Linked DNA regions of Hordeum vulgare: region 1 is linked to region 2. A link is a contact called in public Hi-C data. All regions are on one chromosome and are shown on one strand. The core of a region is the stretch at or near the end of the contact, and the rest is flanking DNA. Distances in the headings are between cores, read along the strand shown.

Region 1 (4,182 bases), core at 497-2,996, 340 kb after region 2:
GCGCAGCGTCTTCCTCGCCATCTCGCGTCGGACGCCGCCGGGGGTCCCCTCCTCGGCCACGCGGCGGAGGGCCTTGTCCGCGCCAGGCCACGGAACCGGAGGCTGTCGCGGCTCAGCGCGTAGATCGCCGCCACGCACCACTCCTCCTGCTCGGCGACGTTGTGGGAGGAGAGGAGGATGCCGGACACGGCCGCTACGGCGCCCGCGTCCATCACAGAGGCGCGGCCCTCCGAGCAGCTGCCCACGTTGCAGATCACCATGAGGGCCAGCCTGCGGATGGGCGTGGGCTCGGCGGCGCTGGACGCGACGCTGAGGAGCGCCTTGGATGCCCTCGGGAAGTGGGTGACCTTAGACTGGTTGACGGCGGCCAGCGAGAGGTGGTAGATGGCCATCCCGGCGTCGCGGCGCGCGTGCGGGTGGTGGGCGGGGGAGGTCAGGAGGTCCAGCAGGGGAGGCACCACGCCCAGCACGCCGATGGCGACGCGGTTCTCCTCATTGAGTGCCAGGCCGAAGAGCATGCCGGCCGCGTGCTCGCGCGCCTCCGGCGCCGAGCCTCCCTAGCGGAGCACCTCGACGAGCGCCCGCGCGGACGATGCGTACCTTGTTCGCCGGCTCAAGTGAGAGGTTGACCAGCGCCGCCGTCGAGTCGACCCGCGCGGAGGCGTGCCACGTGATTAGCAGCACGCGCCAGAGGGCAGCGAGCAGCCGCGGCGTGCAGAGCGCAAGCCGACGCTCAGCGCTCTCCCGGGTGGCGTCCCGGAGGACGGCCAACGCCGCCGCCACCTCTCCATCTTCGTCCGCGTCCATCACCGTCGCGACCACCTCATCTCCAATGGGTCCCTGTCTTTTAGGTAATTAAACCCGCGGTATCTTTTTATGTGTGAAAACGTTTCATTTTTGCAGAGAGCCCCCTATGACATTGGATAAGAGAAACGCATCTGGGCTGACAGAAAAGGCACAAGAGGGCTATCGCTTCTGCCCTCATAATCCCACATCGATACTTCACAGATAATTTCATCACTTTATATACATGCGCCTTGGTGATTTTACAAGAGGCAACGGAAATCAACAGAGGAACAAATTCGAGAAGAAGAAATTGGGATGACGCGAATAGAGGTGGAGCCGCGAGACAGAGGGGGCTCGGGGCGAAGGAAAGGGGCTCGTGCCGGCGATGCATACGTGGAGGTGAGGGCGTCGGGGTTAGAGGATTCAGGCAACCAGCGGGGTAAGTCTTGCCGAAGACTGGCCCCGTAGGCCGACCTCGCAGCAGCACACCATGGGAGGTGGTCGCGAGGTGCAGAGGTGGGAGGCGGTGGAGGAGCAGAGGAGGAGGGAAGTGCGGGCGCCATTGGAAGGGGCAGTCGGGGAGATTGGGGATCCTGTGGGGCTCTCTCCCCTAGCGGCGCGAGGTGGAGGAGAGGAGGGGGTTGGGGATCGGGCTACGGTAGGAGATTTAGGAGTGGGTAAGGTTGGGCCTTGGCACGCCTAATGGGTTGTGCACTACTACTCTCTCTCTTTCTTTTAATTTCCTTCTCTAAATTCTTTAATTAAAAATGTGTGGTATTATTTTTTTCCGTTGCAAATGCACGGGTCTTTTTTTTTTTTGAACCTTTTGATAGTGTACTCTCAAACAAACAACGCAATCACTATTTCACATTCAAAATTGGTAGGGGAGAATAACCCAGTGGCACAACAATTCTGGAGCTCCTATTCCGCGCGCTATGCGCTGAGTATAGAACAAACAAGTCCCCCCACCCCCCACCCCCACGCGGCCACGCCTAAACTTGGGCCGGCCCAGGTGCTGGGGGTGCTCCCGTACCTTTTTTTTCGTTTTTTTCGTTTTCTTTCTTCTTTAATTTATTTTGGCATTACAAATTAAAATATGAATTTCATAAAATGTGCATAACTTCAAACCATTTCAATATTTTTCGTGAATCCAGAAACAATTTCATGATTTGATACTATGAATAATTTTCGAATTTTGGTGAACATTTTTTTAATTTCGTATAACATTTTAATTTTGATGAACAAAATTTGAATTAAAAAACACTTGCTAATTTAATGAATTTATTTAATATGATGGATAGTTTTCTGAAATTCAGTTTTTTCTGTTGTTTAAACATTTGATGGAAAAAATATTTATTCGGTGAATTTTATATTATTAATATTATTATTCAAATTTATAAACACAATAGTTCATAAACTTTAATGCAAATCCAAAAAAGAAAAGTAAATCAACTAAAATAAAATAGAAATGAAAGTAAAATAAGTAAATAAATAAAATTAAAATTAAAGAAGATGAAAACTGAGAAAAGAAAAGTTCAAATAAAAAACTTTTCTAGGAATCTCTAAAATATTTCTATATGCATAGGAAGCAAAATGAATGAATTTGCACTCTAAAATATGTCTATATAAATTTGTATGTAGTCCGTATTGAAATCTCCAAAAAGACTTACATTTAAAAATGAAGGGAGTTTTATTTATAATATCTTACATTGTATTTCCATTTACACATTTTACATTCACCAACATCCTAATAATATCCATAAAACTGAGTAAAAAAGAAAACAAAAAAAGTGCATCCAAACAGAAAAAGAGGAAGTACAACAGGTAACACGAAATGGCCCTGAGCCCAATAATAAATTATCTGTCTCAAAACAGTGGTCAGTCGAAATTTCGGTCCAGAACACCACATGAACCACAGCAGAAAATAAATAAATAAATAGCACGAATCTTGAAGTACAAAACCGACGGACTAAAAGACAAAAAAAGGCAAGCAGAAAGGTGATTAAGCCATGGAAAAGCAAAAGGAAGGATGATGCAAATTTCAAGGGACTTTCATCTACTTTCAGTTTTGCTAATTCTAGCGAAGACACAAACTATAGGAGCTTCAGCGATGTTAGTTGAATGATTTTTTTAACATACTACAGATGCAAGAGCTCATATATATACATGTATATATTTGTTCCGATAAATCAACACACATACATTCTATTTTTATATATAAGTATTTTCGAAAGACTAGATCGGCATATCATCTTCAGATTTATAAAGTTATCCTAGCCGGTTCATTGTTGACGAAAATGTCTCCTTTCACTTAACGCGCACCATGGAAAATCTCGAATCAATTCGAGCACAAAGGCTTAAAGTCTGATGAAATGATAACATCAATGTCTCTCTAATTATTCAATCACATGTTGGTTTGCTAGTACACAATTAAGAGAATTGACTGAGTACTGCATCGCATTATGATTACATGGCGAGAGAGCCCATCTTCAACAGCTCAACTCAAACTTTATCCGCGAGCGTTATATCTTGTTGGAATTATGCCCTAGAGGCAATAATAAATATAGTTATTATTATAATTCCTGTATCAAGATAATCGTTTATTATCCATACTATAATTGTATTGAATAAAGACTTATATACATGTGTGGATACATAGACAAAACACTGTCCCTAGCAAGCCTCTAGTTGGCTAGCCAGTTGATCAAAGATAGTCAGGGTCTTCTGATTATGTACAAGGTGTTGTTGCTTGATAACTGGATCACGTCATTAGAAGAATCACGTGATGGACTAGACCCAAACTAATAGACGTAGCATGTTGATCGTGTCATTTTGTTGCTACTATTTTCTGCGTGTCAAGTATTTGTTCCTATGACCATGAGATCATATAACTCACTGACACCGGAGGAATGCTTTGTGTGTATCAAACGTCGCAACGTAACTGGGTGACTATAAAGATGCTCTACAGGTATCTCCGAAGGTGTTCGTTGAGTTAGTATGGATCGAGACTGGGATTTGTCACTCCGTGTGACGGAGAGGTATCTCGGGGCCCACTCGGTAATACAACATCACACACAAGCCTTGCAAGCAATGTGACTTAGTGTAAGTTGCGGGATCTTGTATTACGGAACGAGTAAAGAGACTTGCCGGTAAACGAGATTGAAATAGGTATGGGGATACTGACGATCGAATCTCGGGCAAGTAACATACCGAAGGACAAAGGGAATGACGTACGGGATTATATGAATCCTTGGCACTGAGGTTCAAACGATAAGATCTTCGTAGAATATGTGGGATCCAATATGGGCATCCAGGTCCCACTATTGGGTATTGACCGAGGAGTCACTCGAGTCATGTCTGCATAGTTCTCGAACCCACAGGGTCTGCACACTTAAG
Region 2 (4,384 bases), core at 285-2,784:
TCCAAGGAGGAGCTCCCCGGTAGGAAGAGGCACAACTAAAGGAGGAGCAATCCTCCCAGAAGAAAACACTTCACTTAATGCCCCAGTCACGCTATTTATGATCATATAGTCCCTCCTGATGCCAAGGCATATGTTGTCACCACACCAGGCCATTGATTTCACAATATCAGGGACACTAAATTCCTTCACCTCGACAAATTCTCGCCCACCTGACAAACAGAAATTAAGTTTCCTTGCCTGTTCACAACAAGATCATTTGAACAGTTTAAACATTTGCCATCTTTCCAGATTCCTTTATTTTACCGTAGAAGCTTACACAAATCTATCAAACACGCACCATAGGAAATTAACATTTGAAGGCGCATCAGGCCTCAATTCTTACATAAGGTACTAGATGCGGCTAAATACAGTTAGTCTTCTCTACACTGCTCTTAGAACACTATGAAGCATTCACCACTATGAAGCTTATTTACATGTAATTTTTCCTTTTGCCAATTTCAACAAACAAAGGTATACTGGTACTTCATAAGCTTTTCCGAATTCCAAACAGGGTCACATTTGCAAATTTCCCCTTGCCAATGAGAAGTTACAAACATTTAAAAATAGAAAAAGAATTGACGGAACATACATTTTATTATAACATAAAGTTCGAAAGGAATACGGTACTTCGGTTTAAGGGGATACCACCTCATAGCATGCTAAATAATCTGGTAAAAACAATTTATTAGAGCTTCCCTGATTCGGATATCAGATACTGTAATGTTATTTGGCATGGAAAACTAGAGAGCATAAAAGACGTGTGTTTCCTACAATGGAAATTCGAGCTCCAGCATAAAAGTTGTGATTCACCGAACTGAGACTAACAGTCTAACAAGTACCAGCGGGTTATTTCCAGCTCCAGCGAGATCGCAATCAAACAGATGATCAAACCATGGCAACGGAGAGAAAAATGCTGGGACATATCGAAAGCAGACGACAAAATTCTCACCGTCGAGGCGGAAGACGGTTAGGCGCTTCTGGCGGCCGGCGGCAAGCAGGCCCCGGCGGTCGTCCCAGGCGAAGACGTTGGCGCCCTTGGTCTTGGAGACGACGGCGACGGTCTCGAGCCCCGGGAGGCGGTGGAGGGCGACCCACTCGGAGAGCGAGAGCAGGAGGTCGCGGCTGGCGCTGGCCTCCATGGCGGAGGGCGCGCGGCGCCAGAGGCGCTGCTCCTGGCGCTCGAGCGCGTAGGGCCCGTCCCTCCGGATCTCGCCGTCGGCGGGGGGCGGCGCGGAGTAGATGCGGAGCGAGCAGTCGGAGGCCGCGACGAGGAGCTTCCCGGCGTGGGAGGCGACGGCCTCGATGCGTCCGGGCACGCCGGAGACCAGCTCGACGGCGTCATACGCGCTGTGCACCATGGCCGGGCCGGCGCGATCGGGCGGGGCCCTCCACGGCGACGCGAGGCGGCCCCGGCGGTCGTCGTGTGGGAGGAGGAAAAGGTTGGGGGTGGGGGTCGAATCGGACAGGTGGGGAGACCGTAGTAAGACGTTGGCCCGTTGGCCAGAGGCAGTCGAGGTAGAGGACAGAAGTAAAAAAGAAAAAATTATAATACTACCGTATTCATATCATAAAGATTAAATTACAAGTCACGTAAAAATCAAGATGACCAAACTGAAACGATAGCAAAACATCGTTGAGTTTGACACCAACGTCCGACATCACCATAGCAGCCATCAAAGGATAAAATGACGGGTCACCTCCTCACCCGAGCTCGACGCGGCTCCATCGCCGATATGTAGCTTTACGGACCTTCAAGATGGCTCATCAAAGATGAAGCCATTATCGTTGAACGAATTAGATCGGGACAACACTTCAAACACGCCATCGAACTACAGATCTGACACCCCACCACGACTAAGACGATGAATGAGGAAACAATAGCTGCTACCCATCAACCACGAACTCAGCACACGTTCGTTTTTCAGATGTCGTTGATGCACATCATAATCTCATCTGCTCCTGGACTACCTCCAAGCTCCGTACCGACGTTGGACCAGACGTCATCACACTGGCGGAGCCCGAGGACACAAGTTCACTACAAGGTTGTCGTCGTCGCCGCGATGTTCCCGCTTGAACAGACTCGTTCCTAAATCCATCACCGACCATAAAAACGATCGCCTCATCGGGGAAGAATCTGGAGCCTCTTTATTCAACACTGTTGTCGCCGTTGTCGAAGCCATTACGTCGAAGGATCCAAAAACCTAAGCTATTATGGCCCTAAAACCTAAAGCAAAAAATGTTCTGCACGTGCGAGATCCGATGATTCCCCTCACGACCGATGACAAAGAAGTCGCCGGCGGAGGAGAGATGCCAGAAAACGGCGCCAAAAATTGGCTCTCTTGACGGTGGCAGCTAGGGTTTCTGGCCGCTAGCCAAACCTGCCACGCACGCTACTTGATGGGGGAGTTGATGTAGAGGACGGGAGTATACGAGCGTATACGTGTATCCCTCATATTTTGTACAAGTATACTTACTCTCTTTTTCATGGGCTAAGCTTTCACCCGCTTTAGAAGATCAGTCGGGTTACTGGTCGTCGGATTTACTGCATCGAGCGAGCCGAATACGTCTTTGTTAGAGCATATTTCTTCATATATGGTTTTGGTAATTGATGACAATTCATATGGACTAACGGTTGCCTTAAGTTATATTTACAGGATTTGTCCATAGACACTTCTTGAAGTCCATGTGTTGGGTTCAAGGAATTTATATGATGACCAAGGTGGTATTCAAGGTATTATTCAAAGAATGGTCATAGAGACACAAGGTTGATCAAGATCGTTAGACAAAGAGTAAATCAAGATGATCAACACACAAAGCGTACAAGATGTACCGAGAGGGATCAAGTGATCCCATGGTATGGTAAGCATTGTCCATTACGTGTTTGTGTACTAACCCATGGTATGTGGGTTTAGGTGTGTTTCCATGGGCTTGCGTCTAGAGGAAGATCTCATACAACCCATGAAGGATGGCGTCAATTTGTGATCGTCATCAAGATTGCGGTGTGCAAGTTCAAGTGGATCAGCACGAAGATATCATGTTTGAAGCTTGTCGTCCATTGTGGTGGCAATGGACTTGTGAAGATATGCTGAAGAGCGACTAACCCATGTTGTGTATGGGGGAGCAATCAACTAGTCTTCATCAAGCCAACGCAATCAAGAAGGTGGCCCATCTTGAGGAAGACAAGATCATCGTCATCTAGCTCAAGAGGAGGAGTTGCAAGGTATAGGTTTTCCCTTGGTAGGTTTTCTGTTTTAGGATAGATTGTCGTACTGTCAAGGGGGCTCTCAATTGAGTAGCTCGATCGCATCGTTCGTTGAGAGTTCAAACCATTTGCATCCTTGCATCATACTTCTTGGTTCTTGTTTGGTGTTTCTCTTTGTGAGTTTTAGAGCTTATGGTCATCTTCATGACAAGCTCGAGTTCATCGAAAACGGAGTCCATATGCATCTACTATGATGTTTTTTATATTGGAGCTTTTGCCGGTTCTTCATTCATAGAGGTCTCACATCCCTATATCATTGACATTTTCAGATCTGCATGGTCTTAAGATCTTGTCGTCCTGAATCTCGGGCAAGTAACATACCGATAGACAAAGGGAATAGTATACGGGATTGATTGAATCCTTGACATCGTGGTTCGACCGATAAAGATCTTCATACAATATGTAGGAGCCAATATGGACATCCAAGTCCAGCTATTGGTTATTGGCCGGAGAGTGTCTCGGTCATGTCTGCATAGTTCTCGAACCCGCAGGGTCTGCGCACTTAAGTTTTGGTGATGATTTGGTATTAATGAGTTATGCGTGGTAGTAACAGAAAGCTGTTCGGAGTCCCGGATGATATCCCGGACGTCATGAGGAGCTCCGGAATGGTCCTGATGTAACTATTTATATATGTGAAGTCATATTTTGGCTACCGGAAAAGTTTCGGGTTTTTCCGGCATTGTATGGAGAAGCTTCTAGAAGGTTCCGGAAACTTCCAGGGGAGTCCGGAAGTCCATCAAGGGTTTCACCACGTCCCAAGGGTTTGCATGGGCTGAGGAGAGACGTCGTGGCCTTATTGGGCCAAGCGCACAAGTCTCTCAAGTCCCATGCAGTTGGGAAAGGTGGAAAATCCACCTTTATATGAAAGGGAAGGAAGGGGACTAGGATTCCACCTACTCCCCCCTTGGATGTGCCCTAGGGCTTGGAGGGGCTGTTACCCATGCCCCTCCACCTATATATATATATATATATAGGAGGGGGCGTCCCAAGAGAACACACGAAGCCCTTGGCGCCCATCTCTCTCCCTAGATCGATTTCTTCTCTAGTTTTTCTGGTAGTGCTTAGGCGAAGAGCTGCCGGGAC

What was found. Hi-C and Micro-C count contacts between places; a contact is called where the count stands out from the background.
Region 1: a contact with region 2 is called in a Hi-C map of seedling, with 4 times the contacts expected there. The contact joins the enhancer-like site here to the promoter of LOC123447516 in region 2. A contact is called at or near these places in 4 of 6 Hi-C or Micro-C datasets (leaf and seedling).

The regions. Positions count from the first base shown.
Region 1 is chr4H:19,603,880-19,608,061 of MorexV3_pseudomolecules_assembly, forward strand. It overlaps the pseudogene LOC123450201. Among protein-coding and RNA genes, the nearest start is that of LOC123447520, 66 kb to the right of the region's middle. Within about 2 kb of position 1,747, at least 3 of the 3 cell types and tissues checked have open chromatin away from gene starts, as enhancers often do. A contact at or near this core is called in leaf and seedling, where this site is marked.
Region 2 is chr4H:19,268,745-19,273,128 of MorexV3_pseudomolecules_assembly, forward strand. LOC123447516 (vacuolar sorting protein 39) reads right to left here and starts at 1,535. Exons shown (of 13, transcript XM_045124124.1): 1 at 989-1,535; 2 at 1-209. The coding sequence starts at 1,397.